Linked DNA regions of Mus musculus: region 2 is linked to region 1. Evidence: chromatin contacts called from public promoter capture Hi-C data. All regions are on one chromosome and are shown on one strand. The core of a region is the stretch at or near the end of the contact, and the rest is flanking DNA. Distances in the headings are between cores, read along the strand shown. Region 1 holds the start of Chrna1os (cholinergic receptor, nicotinic, alpha polypeptide 1 (muscle), opposite strand). Region 2 overlaps Gm39851 (a long non-coding RNA gene).

What was found. Promoter capture Hi-C pulls out the DNA fragments that hold promoters and counts their contacts.
Region 2: a promoter capture Hi-C map of pre-B cells shows a contact between it and region 1, with 2.5 times the contacts expected there. The contact joins the enhancer-like site here to the promoter of Chrna1os in region 1. A contact is called at or near these places in 19 of 39 promoter capture datasets (the 3T3-L1 cell line, 3T3-L1-derived adipocytes, the C10 cell line and 12 more), 1 of 15 datasets of contacts at CTCF or cohesin (pro-B cells), 6 of 484 Hi-C or Micro-C datasets (B cells, the G1E-ER4 cell line, the HL-1 cell line and 2 more), 8 of 115 datasets of contacts at active chromatin or transcription factors (craniofacial prominence, embryonic basal ganglia, embryonic hindbrain and 3 more) and 1 of 9 other capture datasets (pancreatic islet).

Annotation. Positions count from the first base shown.
Region 1 is chr2:73,581,644-73,588,681 of GRCm38.p6, forward strand. It overlaps Chrna1os (cholinergic receptor, nicotinic, alpha polypeptide 1 (muscle), opposite strand), which reads left to right and starts at 3,217. Exons shown (of 2, transcript NR_153820.1): 1 at 3,217-3,364.
Region 2 is chr2:73,948,939-73,955,976 of GRCm38.p6, forward strand. Gm39851 (a long non-coding RNA gene) reads left to right here. Exons shown (of 3, transcript XR_866446.1): 3 at 111-215. Among named protein-coding and RNA genes, the nearest start is that of Gm38603, 8.8 kb to the right of the region's middle. Within about 2 kb of position 3,838, at least 12 of the 459 cell types and tissues checked have an H3K27ac peak or open chromatin away from gene starts, as enhancers often do. A contact at or near this core is called in pre-B cells, where this site is marked.

The DNA.
Region 1 (7,038 bases), core at 1,967-4,466:
GGGGCTTGCAGAACAGAGGGCAGACCTGAACATCTACCTTATCTTTTCCTGCTTACATTGTATCAGTTAACTGGTACAATAGCCAGCTTTCTCCCTCCTGCAACCCTGTGAATTTGGAGTTACCCTGTCTTCCCATCTGCCTCTTCTCCATACAGAGCCCCATGACTGAATTCTAGTGAGTCAAACCTGAGCAGAGATTCTCTGTGTGTGTCGCCATGTTTTTGCTAGAGGCCCAGGCTTCAATAGACACTTTGCTCACCAGGAAATTGGGGACAACAGTTTTATTAAACAATTTTCTAGTACCTAACATGGGATTTTTTTGCCTCACTTTAGTCTCCAATATCAGTTTTCTTGCCTTCCTCGGCAATGCTATATGTTTTTTTAGAATTAGTTTTTAATTTTTAATTGTTTTTCTTTAAAAAGCACCATTTAGATTTATTTGTTTTATTTTACGTGTACGAGCATTTTGATTATGTGTATGTCTGTGTACCGTGTGTGTGCCTGGTGCCTGCGGAAGTCAGAAGAAGGCATCAGATGCCCTGGATTGGAGTCATGGATGATTGTGGGCCATCAGGTGGGTGAAGGGAACCAAACCTGGGTCCTCTGCAGGACCAGGTGCTCTTGACCGCAGAGTAATCTCTCCAACCTCTAGAGTTGTGTGTTAATCATCCCTAGTTACTGTACAAATAATCCCCAAAATTTCTATAGCTGTTCATAATAAACAAATGTTTTGTTTTCATTCATGGATTTCTGAGTGGGAGTAGGGTAGTGGGGTACACTCCTCCACAGTCACTCAAAGATCCAGGATGTCCCAAGCAAAGCCAAGGCTGCCATGGGGTGGCACTCAGCTGTGCAGAGGCTAGAAGGGTAAGATGTCTCTCCTGGGTCCTGGAGACTCTCTCTGGGACTCACTGGCATTGCTTAGCAAGTCGGGACAAGGTAGAGATGAGAGCAGATGAGAAACAAATCTGGAGATTCGGAGTCTTCTGCTTCAATTTCCAAAGAGTAAGGAATAAATAACATGGAAAGAGGGCTTTGCGCTACAACAGCTCTGGTTGAAGAAGGTCAGGGCTGGGGCTGGGAGTGGCTCCTAGTGGAAGGCTTGCCTAGCAAGCACTGGGTTCCATCTCCAGCACCAAATGAATGAATGAATGAATGAATGAATGAGGCCAATGAAATGGATCAGTTCAATCCCCAGGACCCACATGGAGGAAAGAAAACTGAGCCCTGTAAGTTCTTCAGACCTGCACATATGTGTTAGCACATGAGTCAGTTCATATATCATATTCAGGTAAACACATACATAAATAAGCACAATAAACAATTTAAAGACAAAAGCTTTTAAAAAACAAGTAAAATAGATAAAGCTTTGAATGGATCAGGTTAAAGGTGTGAATGCAGGTAGAGAAGAAAATGAACATTCAAAGCTTGGGAGGAGGGAGGAGGGAGCAATGAAGACTGGGAAAGAGGAAGCCAGACACGGGAGGAAAATGAAAGGCAGAACAGCTCTGGGGGCCCGAAGGAGGACCTGAGCAGGGGACAGTTAGGACCCTGGGAGGCTGTGTTGGCACTGCTAGTGGACCACATGTGACATGAGTGTGGGACTTAGTGACATGGAGACCACTGGTGACTTTGACACACACAGCGTCCTGGCCAGAGCAGATTTAGGAGGGGGCAGAATTGGGGATGCACCTTTGCAAAGGGTGACAAAGAGGCGTGTGGGAGACAGTGAGGGATGTAGGGGAAAAATTGAGGTGGGGCCTTCTTATTTTCAAGAGGAGAATTCACAACGTATTTGCATGAAGATCACAATGATCCAGTAACAGTGAGTGTGTAGCCAAGAGCAGGAAGAAAAGAGACGTATCCAGTGGCTCTAGATTTTTTTTTTTTTTTAGTATACCATAATTTGCTTAAGCAACTCTTATCTTTGGATACTTGGGCAGCTTTCTTTATATCTCCGTGTGCATTAGCTTGTATAAAAAAATCATGCGGTGAGAATCTTTATACATACAGATCAGCCCACTGGGTTACACTCCCCCCAAGGCAGAAGTGCTTAAGTAACTTCAGTGCATACCAAATAGCCTGAGTCTCTATCTAGAACTTAGGAGGTCTCTGAGGCCCCTTTTATTGGAACTGTTCCTTTGACCCTACCACATTGCACTGTGATGTCAATTCTGCAGTTGATCAACATCTGTCTCTTCTACTGGACTTTACAGTGACAAGAGTCATGCCTGGGTCTCTTTGCTCTTGGTTGTTGCTTCAGCCTGTGGAGGATGGAGAGTCAGTAAGTCGTTGTTGCTGAGGGGTAAGTGGAAGTAAATTATAATTCAAGAGTAGAGTGGCAGGGTGTGGTAGCTCAGCCTGGAATCCCACCACTGCAGAGGCTGAGGCAAGAGGATTACTGGTTCCAGGTCAGCCCAGGCTATTGTCAGACCTGTATCAAAATAATAATAGACTAGGATAGATTGTACTGCTTGCTTTTATTTGAGGCAACAATGAGAATGTGACCCTCATTCTATCAATAACGCCAGTGCCATTCTGGGTCCCTCCAAAGTGTTTATGACTGACTAGTGAATGAATGAAAGAGAACATATCTATAAAAGCTCATCAAACGACATGATACAGAAGCAATCAAAAGCTGAGTTTCACTGAGTTTCATGGTTTGATGAACGGATTACAGTGGATCTGTCACTTCTATCCCCATTCACATATTACAAAGTTTATTCTTTATTAGATTTTTATATTATATTGTTACATAATTTCATGTATGTATACAATGTATTTAGGTTACACCTACTTCCAACCCCCACCCTCAACTCCTCCTGTGCCCATCCTCTTCCCAAATTCACATCCTATTCTTTTAAACAAAATTACAACCCAACCTAATTAGTGCTGCCTATGTCCCACCCGAATTTTAATTTTATTTTAACTGAGACGGGGTCCCTGCCTAGCCTGGAACTAGCTATGCAGACAAGACTGAACTTGAACTCACCTACTTCTGGGATAAAAGTCCTGTGCCACCACATTTGGGGCTCCTAGGAGCCCCCACCCCCACCCCCGCCCCTCAACCCGTGAAACATCCTTGTGCAGTGCTGTGCAGCAGCCCAGCGGCCAGCAGGTGGCAACAGACGGTCATTGAAGTGGTGATCCAGCCGCAGAGCCCTCTCTGAAAGGGCCGCCCCCCCCCCCCCCCCCCGCGGGGCTCTGAAGCCTTTTGCTATCCACAAGCGGAAACACCAAGCAAGCCAGCCTAGGACTCCCCTCAGAAGGGTCTCAGCAAAAGTCCAGCTCAGCTCCTGACATTGTGCGGCATGAAGTCCGGAGGAACTGAACAGTCGGAGAGCTGGCTGCAATGAATTTGACGGTTTGTTTTTTTTTTTTTCCCAAGGCCGACAAATCTTATCCAGGAATCTGCCTTTATCTTGGTCTGTCGGAAATGCTCGGACTTTTAAATTCTATTTTGTTATTGTTTGGAATTTTTGTTGTCAGACAGGGTCTTTCTATATGCTCCAAGCTAATCTGCAATTCCCCGGCCTCATTCCCTGAGTGTTTATATTTACAGGTATGTGCTGTGCTATCAGACTCACCTCCACCCCCAAACACACAGACAAGCTCTGAACCATGCACTTCAAGTTGATAGTTTTGTGATCAAATGGATCACACAGTGCTTCCTATGAGACACAAGCCAGATTCTTCGATTCTTTCGCGGCCTCTGAGTCTTGGAGCTGTGGTTCACAGCAGTAGGCATGGCGGTCCTATCTAGTTACAAGCTCTCCCTTTCTGAGAGCGGAAGAGGACATCATCCCTGAGTCAGGGAGAGAGTCCTGACGTCTCCCTTTTCGCTCTCCTCAGCGGAGTGGTGTTACTGTTGGGATTCAGACCCAGAACAAGAAACTGGGCTGAATATTTAACATACCAAAGTGGACCTGGCTTCCGGGTTCTCCCAGCATCCCTCAGTACCTACCTGGCAAAGCATGCCCTCTACTCTAAACTTCCCAGCCCAGAGGTTGGGCTTCCCCTCCCCCCAGAGGCTCTTCCCTTTATGAATCAGACATTCCGCTCTCCGCCCTTCTCTCTTTTCTCCCTTTCTCTGTGCGAGCTTTCTCTCTTTCTCTTCCTCCCTCCTCCACTCCCCCCACCCCCTCTGTCTCCCTCTCCATGGCGACTTGGCCTCATTTCTTGGAACCAGTGATCTCTCCTGTGTGCAGTTTCCCAATAAACCTGCCTTTATAAATATCGCTAATCTGGCTTGAATTGGCTCATTTCTCCGCCAGAGAAATAATTTATCAGTTACCTGTGATGTGTCCGAGTTCACTTAGACTACAAGTTGCAGACAAGCCAGAATTTGATGTTTCTTTGTGTGTATATATGTTCATGTGTGTGGTCTGTGTGTACACATGTATGTATGTATATATGTATGTTGGGCAATTGAAGGCCAGCTTTCTCAATCACTCTTCACTGTCTTTCTTTCTTTCTCTCTTTCTTTCTTTCTTTCTTTCTTTCTTTCTTTCTTTCTTTCTTTCTTTCTTTCTTCTGGCTGTTCTGGATATCGCTTTGTAGACCAGACTGGCCCTGAACTCAAAGAGACCCACCTGACTCTGCCTCTGGGGCGCTGGCATTAATGCTGTGTGCCACCATGCCTAGTCACACCTTCCTTGAGATAGGGTCTTTTACTAAACCTGGAACTCAACGATTAAGCTAGATTGGCAGGTCAGCAAACTGCATGGGTTCATCTGTCTCTACCTCCCCGGCTCTGGGATTACAGACACAGGGCACCATGCCCAGATGCCTATGTGGATGCTAATGATCTGAAACCAGGTCCTCTTTCTTGTGTGGCAAGTACTTTACTCACTGAGCCATCTCCCCGGCTCCAGAATGGGACGTTTCTGATGCCAGTTCTGATGTTCCTGGGTTAGCATCCAGAGCGCAGGCAGAGCAAGCCATAGGAGCAAGCCAGTAAATGGCACCCATCCATGGCCTCTGCACCAATCAGCTCCTGCCTTGAGTTCTTGCTCTGTGTCAGTTCCTGTCAGTATTCTCTTTGAAAATGCACTATTGTATGCAGAACCCTACGCTGAAACAAACCCTTTTGTCCTCAAGTTGCTTTTGGTCATGGCACTTTATCATAGCAATAGAAACCCTAACTAGGACACCAGTGACTAGAAATTATAGCTGGGTCTGGCCCCTTGGATAATGCAGGAAATGCTTTGATGGGAAAGTACTGTTCCGGCTGGCTCTTCATAGTCCCTGGATCAGGCACAAACCAAGAAGAGGGAGTCTCCTGTGGCAACCGAAGAGTGCCCTGCAGAGTCTCAGTAACTGCCATCTGCAAAAACAGGACTGCGACTGCCTGCCTGCTGGGGGAGACCAGAGTGAATGACAATGACTGGGGGGGGGGGGGCTGGGGGGGTTCGCTAGGTCCGAGAAGGACCTGAGCTGTGTGGGGAGGCTGGACAAACAGGAAGGCAGCCAGGACTGACTTGATAGTGACAGAGAAAGCTGGATTGTAATTTTAAGGGACATTGTTAAGATATTTAAAACTTACTCCCAGCTTTGACATTTTTTTCTCAAGAGAGAAAAGACGTGTTCTCTGCTCCATTTCTCTGAACTGGACCAATGCAAAGATTGGACCACGCGGAATCCTGGGATTGTGTCAGTTACATAAGCAAACTTTAGTCTCTGCTGAGATTTAGAGTCAAGATCATGAACATTCCACCCTCCATTCGTCAGCTGCCTGAGTTTCTATTCTAGGAGGTGTGAAATGTTAAACATTGTTCTTCACTTGTGTTCCTCAAATAACTTTTAATTAGTTTCAATTTGGTCTAGGAATATTCCACTGTTGACACTCTGACAAAAACTATCAAAAAATAAAATTAATGAAGAATTCACTTTTTAAAAACCATATTATATTAATAGTAGAGTATTTTATATCTACCTCACCCAGAAACAGATATGTATGTATGTATGTATGTATGTATGTATGTATGTATGTATATATGTATGTATTTATTTATTTTGGTTTTTTGAGACAGGGTTTCTCTGTGTAGCCCTGGCTGTCCTGGAATTCACTCTGTAGACCAGGCTGGCCTCAAACTCCTGCCTGCCTCTGCCTCCCAATTGCTGGGATTAAAGGCATGTGCCACCACTGCCCAGCTAATTTAATTATTTTAAAAATTTTGTTCTTTAAAGATTTTTTTTTTTTTACAGAAAGAATCGCATAGGTAAAGAAGTCACTTAACTGTTATTTTTTTTCAACCTGGGTGCATTTTTTCACAATGCGTTTTTTCCATCATCTTCCAGTGAAATTAATTGCTTTAGTATAAGAAACACAATTGAATCTCCGATTGTGACTGGCTTTAGCCTTTGAAAATGTGTCTAGCTGGATGATCGTTGTTTTCATTATGCACTGGAATGATAATCAGACCCTCCTAAAATATGCTTGCCAAAGATGAATGCTTGCCATACTCCCAGAACATATAAGGCAGACGCCAAACACGTGCAGAATCAGCGCTGGAGTATTAATGGAGCCCTCCTTTCCCCTCTGCCTGTCTTGTCAGACAACAGACCTGGCCAGCTACTTGGCATCTAAACAGGTTTTAACACCTGCAAATCCTTTTAGCTAAAAGATGGACAACTATCAAAGAGCTGACCCTCCAGGGGACAGCCCAAGGCTGAAGCCCTTTCAGCAACAATCTGGAAGAGATCAAAGCAAATTCTCCAAGGGCATTTTAAGCATAGTGGAGCATGTTTGTGGGGGGACTCTGCACATCAACATGACCTAAGCTTGCTCTAAGTTGGCAACATGATAAATGCATGAGCAGGTTTCTTTAGAGAAGACCAGGGTGTGCTTGACTGGTCCTTACAGTCTCACGGTCACTGTTTTCTGAAGTCTTATGAAGTCTGACAGCCAAGCAGACATACTCTTGGTTTTCACATTGTTTTTCCATCACCGTAAGCATTCAGCAATATTGGCATGATCAGCCACTTCAGAGCAAACACCACTGTAATGGCTCCTACAAGTGCTAAGGAAAGAGGGCC
Region 2 (7,038 bases), core at 2,588-5,087, 370 kb after region 1:
ATTACACGTGAGTGTATCAAACTATACACTGAGCAACAGACGAACCTCCTCCTCAGCCTCCTCCCATTCCCCAGATCATGAGCTTCTGTCCTCTGCTCTTCTTCCAATAGAGTGGAGATCTGTCTGCGCTGACATGGCCCATTTCCCACTCCTCATTGCAAGACTAATGGCACAGATATGATTGAATTGCTACCAACGGAAGGAAGGCGGCAACGAGGCAGTGAGGTAAACAAGTTGCCTTTTGTGAATATCTGGTTCTGGTTTGTTTCCTCGTGGTGGCTGGGATAGCAAAAACAAGGTGACCCTGGAAGCCACATGAGGAAGAAGCAGTTATGTTCCCATCTCTAGTCTCTGGGTGGCATTGGAACAGAGGCTGCCTATCTGCAGCTGTCATAACCCAAGAGAGAAATGAACATTTTTCTCTTAAGCTGCATTGTTGAGTCTGATGATAGCATCTTTGCATCTCTCTCTGCCAGACACTCTTTTTAACAAAATTGTCCACTACCAGCATTGCTTGCAGTGATTATTATTTTCTAACAAAGTAACAGATTAGCCATCCATATAAAATAACTGTACTTTCACTCCTTAGGAGACATGGTAGGCAGGATATGCTTGTATATAGGAAAGAAAGAAGATTCTAGTAGTAACAAGTACACAGTAGCTATTAAGATTTTATAAAGGAGGGGGCTAGAGAGATGGCTCAGCGGTTTAGAGTACTAACTATTCTTCCAGAGGTCCTGAGCTCAATTCCCTGCAACCACATGGTGATTCACAACCATCAGTAATGGGATCTGATGCCCTCTCCTGGTGTGTCTGAAGACAGCTACAGTGTGCATACATAAAAAGAAAGAGATTTTCTAAAGGTTTTATATTTAGCACATGTGGATCTATGGTTAGGTCTAAAGTCTCATGGACAGATGGAGAAATCACAGCCCAAAGCCGTACTTGGGTTAGTTCAGTCCGTAAGTTGGTACAGAATGTCCTGGCTTGGTTCCCATCCCATCTTTCATCTTCTTCCACTGTCTCCCTTGCTTGGAAAGTATAGATCAGTTGGTGGATGTACACTGTTTGACGTCTGCCCACAGTAATTTATTGAACATGAGGACAGCATACCTTAGCTCCTGAGAATGCATAAATCAGCTGCTCTGATCGTTTGCTTACACACATACTGGAGGAATAAACTTCTTAGGGCTGGGTAGAAGTTTTGAGGCACAGGGATGTCAGACTATAAATTCTGACACAGCAACTCAAAGGTACAAGAGCCTTTCTCCCCACCCGCCACTAGACTCTCCGAGTTCATTCCCCATAGGAAAGGCCTCTCTAACTTTTCCTTTAGAGGCCCCTGGTCACTAAGAACAGTGAACAAGCACACAGGGAGGGGGTCTTGGCTATAAACACCAAAGCTCTTTGTTTATGAACAAAATATTCCAAAAAGTTATATTGTATTTTGAAAGCAAGGCTGTAGTTTACTTTTAAAATGGATGCTGAGATTTGAATCCTGCTCCACAGCATGGATGGTTTATTTCACTCTAGGAAGGTCTTTGAAATCACTACTTACTTTTTTTTTAATTTAAAAAGATTTTGCGTGTGTGTGTGTGTGTGTGCTTTTTACACAGGGTGCTGAAGATCTTAAACTCCATTTCTCAAGCTTGCAATGCAGTTAGTTTACAGACCCAGTCTTCTCTCCAGCCTTCCCTTCCCTGACGTTTACATTTCTTAACTAATGCTTTGTCTCCATTCAAAATCCTGTTGGAAAGTTGAGGCCTGTCTTGTCTTCTACCTGGGCACACTTTTTCCATTTCTCCAGTACCACAAGTCTCCTGATATGTAGTCACGAGTTAAATATTTTTCACAGTACAACCCGATGATCTTCATTCTGAAGTACGGTTTCTTCTTTACTCACCTGAGAATCAGACTGAGATCATGCAGAACTCAGGGCTTTTGTAGGGGCTTTGTAAAAACTGGGACTAACCATAAACTCATGGGAGTGTAAAGCAACCTCTCTCTCTCTTGGTGGGGTGCAAGAGCATGGAGGCTATTTTTACTTTGGGAAGGTAGAATAAGGCAATAGAATATGCTGTAACGGGCTCTAAGAATACTGATTATATAACACTAATTCTAGATGAAGAAACTAGAGAGATCATAGATCTTTCTTTAAACTACATACTAAAAATGTAGCCAAATATCAGTATTTACCCCCAATTGCTAGGTTGTGACTTGTCTACATTGCAGGTTATGTAGTGGCCATATGCTGCTTCCTAAATTATCACAACATTGGTGAGGAGCCAGTGAGTTAAGAGTACTTCCTGCTCTTTCAGAGAACCAGAGTTCTGTTCCCAGCATTCACACCAAGCAACTCAGAGATGCCTTCAGCCCTAGGGAACCTGATGCCTTCTCCTGGGCTCTGTGGGAACTTGCACTCACACGCACATACACACAGAGACACATATATTTAATTAAGAATTAAATAAATCTTGTAAAGGTTGTTGAGCATTTGTAGTTTCTTAACTCTTCAAGGTGATCACTATAATTAAAACAGACATTTTAATAGGTGATTCTAGAACCTTTCACATTTGAAATGCTATTGTCGATCAACGTCATTTCAATCAGTGTTTGACAACACCTAATAAACATTCCGTGTGCCATGAGTAAAAGTTTTAAAGTAGAAATAGCATAATATACAATGACATAATTCCAAATGCAGAGATTGGCAAACCTTGTCGGGAAGGATCTGATTGTAACGGCTTTAGGTTTTGTAGGATATCCAGTGTCTGGTGAAACAATTCAACAGAATGAAAGTCCCACAATGTAAAAGCAGCCATAAACAGTGAGCAAAGGAATGAACCCGACTATGCACCAATAAAACTTTATTTATAAAAACAGACAGGGGAGTTGGCTGGTCACTGACCAAGACGCTTTCAGTGGTGCGTGTATATAAAGTCACCCAGAATGCTTGTTTTAAAAATGCTGATACTCTTTTGTTTGGTTTCTTTTTATTTTTCTTTTAAATAGCCTTACATATTTTAATAAATTGACCATAAATCTAAGAGACGGGAAACGTGTAGAGATATGTGTGTGGCCTGGCAAGACATCAGGTGATATGACTCATCTCAGTTACTTCATCTGTAAAATGGCATGTACTGTCCTTATTTAATTACTAGTTCTGGACCGGCTCCCTCAGGAATCGTGGTAGGATGTAGTAAAGACACAAAGGACATGGTATTTATTTAGAGATGGCTTTGTTATATGTATCGGCCTCTTTATTTTATTTCTTGAGGGTGCCAAGTTTCTATCATGGCCTCTTGGGTGGCCTCTTGAGCTGTCTCTGCGTCTTTATCTGAATCATAAAGAACGATGCTTTTCTTGGATCCTTTGGGTGTGGAAAGCTCTCCCAACATGCCAAATGCCATCAAGCTAGCACTTAAATGTGACTGAGCTGAGATGTGTCTACACACTTTAATCGCTTCATATTGAAGACTGCCAGGCCTCCAGCAACCCGAGAAAGGAGATAAAATGAAGAGAAAACTAACAGGGCAGCCACGGAGAGATGATAAAAGGTAAGGGTAATGGGCGGTTGGATAGCGGCAGGCAACATCTTTAGCTACCATGAAAAGTATTAAGTTGGTGTGTTTGTTGAATTCGTTTTGCTGGTGGTCACTTTGTGTTCATTCCGAACATCCAGCAGTTCGCTAAGTAAACACACATGACTGATGAAAGAAGAAAGGGAACCATTTTTTTTACAGGGGCCATTAAACTTTAACTACCATCTGGCAGGGACTGATTAGGGAAGATCAAAATTAAGGCACTCAACACAAATGCTGTGTGAATACCCCAGGGAATTAACATGGATAAAGACAGTGAGCTTGTGGTTAAGTAAAGAGACAGACATAAGAGGGAAGTGGCGAATACATCCTTTACGGCTTTGGATCTCATGGTCACATTCATTGCCAAAGGGACTCAAAGGGTGTGGGGGTGGGGGGATAACAAGGAGGCCATGAGAAAATCTGAAACACCTGGAAATAATCAGATGCTCTGCACCAATCATAAAAAAAGAAAGTTAGAGAACGACACAGGATCACCTCGTGTGGGCTTCCTCCCAGCCCAGGAAGGGGATGTTTATAGGAGAGGTGTGTTGAAATTGGCAAGTAGTTAATATTCAGATCAGCCTACTATTTAAAAGTAGGAAATGATTGTGTATACTGCTGGGAAAACATTTGGGACTCTCTCCTCGTGAACGCTAAAGACTCTATAATCTCTGGGAATCACTATTTGCTCACTAATTAAACAGACACCCAGCAGGCATTTGGGGGAGAATATGAAGAAGGGAAGTTGAACCTTACTGTTCAGGGACCAAGCCTCTGTGTTCCATCAGTTGGTAACACAGTGCTTAACCCTGGGGCAACTTCACCCTGTTAAAAACACACAGGAAAGTCCTTGGAGAAAGTCCTCCCTTTCTTCTTTTTAATCGTAGCTTATTTTTGTAGATAGATGGACCCAGAGGGCCACCTGAGTGGGGGAACCATAGTGAAGAACTGTGCTCAGAAGGAAGGGCTTAGCTGTTGTGGGGGTGGGTGGGGGTGGGGAGCTTAGCCAGCTTCCAGTTCTAAGTAAGCATTTTTATTTAAGGAAAGTGCAGGATCCTCATCTTGATCAGTGAGATGAACAATTGAATTAAAGCTGGTATAAGCCAGGTCCTAACCCAGAAATATCCCAAAGGAATGTGTGAAGTCCACATGTTATCTCTCTGTTTTCTTCTTAGAACTTATTCTGTACAAAGTACAAAGTGTATTCCTATTCATCCCACAATTTAATTTAATCTTTAACGCAATCCTTGGAAGTATGCACAGAGGAGAAAGTTGAGACCCAAGGTGCAGTGATTTAAGTGACTTGTCCAAGGGTAAAATCACTTAGTAATTATTGATGTCAGGATTTGAACTTTGGCCTTTCTCCTTATATGGCTGTCAATCTCATGTTCCTCCTCCTTACAACAGAATGAAATCCTTCCTGTAGCCCTACTGGGTGCACTGTTTTAGTTTCACTCCCTGACACCCCTATTGCTGGCTTCCTTTAACCTTCCTCTTTTTGAATGAGACTGGAATCAACTCTCTGTCTTAGAAGGAGGGCGTTAAAACTAACAGACACAGCCAAGAAAGTGTTGTAGCAAGGCAGCTCGCCCCTGCAGCAGAGATAGAGGGTCAACTGCACAGTCAGGGAGAGAGAGCCTAGCAAGAATAACAGATCTACACCAGAAGGCCCCTGGCCCAGGCCAATGGGAGGGCATCTGCAGATGAAAGTCAGCGAGAAATGAAACAAGGAAAAAAAATGACAAGCTTTGGGGAATGTGCGGTAACAGCATGTAAGAACATGAACTTTGTTGTTTAATTTTAGAATATTCTAGGGAAAAAATCTTATTTTAATTAAATTTCAAATAATAGCACAATTCATATATATATGTATATTCAATGTGTTAAAATAAAAAGGCAGTGTTAAGAAGTAAGCTAATTCAGAGGGATGCTAGGACCCTCATCATTAACACGTTCCTCCTGCCTCTGTACGTCTGGAATCTCTAAACATCTGGTGATTTTACCATCAGGAAACGGTGCAGTGTCCATCTGTTAAATCAGGCTTTGGCTTGATTCACCTGGGAGGACCAACCAGATGTGGCGTCCTGTGCATTATTAATGATCCGAGTCTTACCTTTGTATGTGCCCTGTGAGGGCGCAGTATGAGGTACAACCCATAAATCATTAAAAAGTGAAGAAGTCATATTTTACTTCATTTTACACATAATAAGGACCATTTTTTTCTTTTTCATTTTTAGTGAGGACATAAATCATTAGAAGCAACTTAAATTTCTTACATTAGAAAACTTTTAGCTGTTTTTTTTTCCTCTCCCTTTGATAGAAAAAGGTTTGCAAATATCACGTGAACACACAGGAAAAGCTCTCCGACACAAAGTCGCTCTTTCACTCACTGGTGTTGGGGCTGTGGGGCCTATTTGTAAATAGCTTCATACAAAATTTCAGTCCACAGTCTTTCTTATCCCATCATTATCAACAAGCCTGTTTATATGTTACAATGAAATACTTTCTGTGGCCTGAGACAACTTGGTGTGATGACCAATATTCTAGGCTAGGCTTTGTCCAATTTGATGGTGACCTTTGGCCGAGTTTCTCAGCCTCTTCAAATCTCATGTAAGATGGGGATGGAGGTAATGACAGAACTTACTTCACAGGGCTGTATTTGGGAGGAGAGACACCGCAACAAGGTTGCATTTAGAAGCAAATGTCATCAGACATAAAACTGTCACACATGCAGCATCTTAGCGAAGTCAGTTAATGTATCCTAAGGCATTTTGAGCAGGCTGCTTATAAGAGCTTTCCTGGGCAGAACTTGAGTGGGAGGTACAGAGATTGTTCCTGGAGGCCCCACCTTTACACACACACACACACACACACACACACACACACACACACACACACACACACACACACGGCCTTTCTCATCCCTAGCTCTCCAACTGGAATGGCACATAGGTCATAGCTGGTGACCACACTTCATTTTCACCCAAGTTTAGAGTTGGCACCAGGGTTCCCTCTGGGTGCTCTACCATCCATGGCTTTGGACAGATGTAAAGTAACAGACTCCTCGTCCTGCAAGTCCACCGTACTTCACGCCCTCACCACTCTCTTCCATTCTGGCAGCCATCGGTCCTTTTACTCTCTCCATGGCTTTGCTTTCTCCAGATGTCATAGCTGAATCATATAGCAGTAGTTCTTAAAGACTGGTTTCTTTTAACTAGTATCTTGTGCTTAAGGCTCTTGAGTGTCTTCTCCTGGGTTGATAGCTCTCTCTCTCTTTTTTTTTAACCGTGATTTCTGTTGTTTGGATACATCATTGTTTATTACCTGGAGGTCATGGTTGCTTCCACACTTTGTCAGTTGCAAATCAAGTTGATAATCGAGTTTTGTTTGGATGCAAATTTCCTTCTCTCTCTTCCTTCCTTCCTTCTCTCTCTCTCTCTCCCTCTCTCTCTCT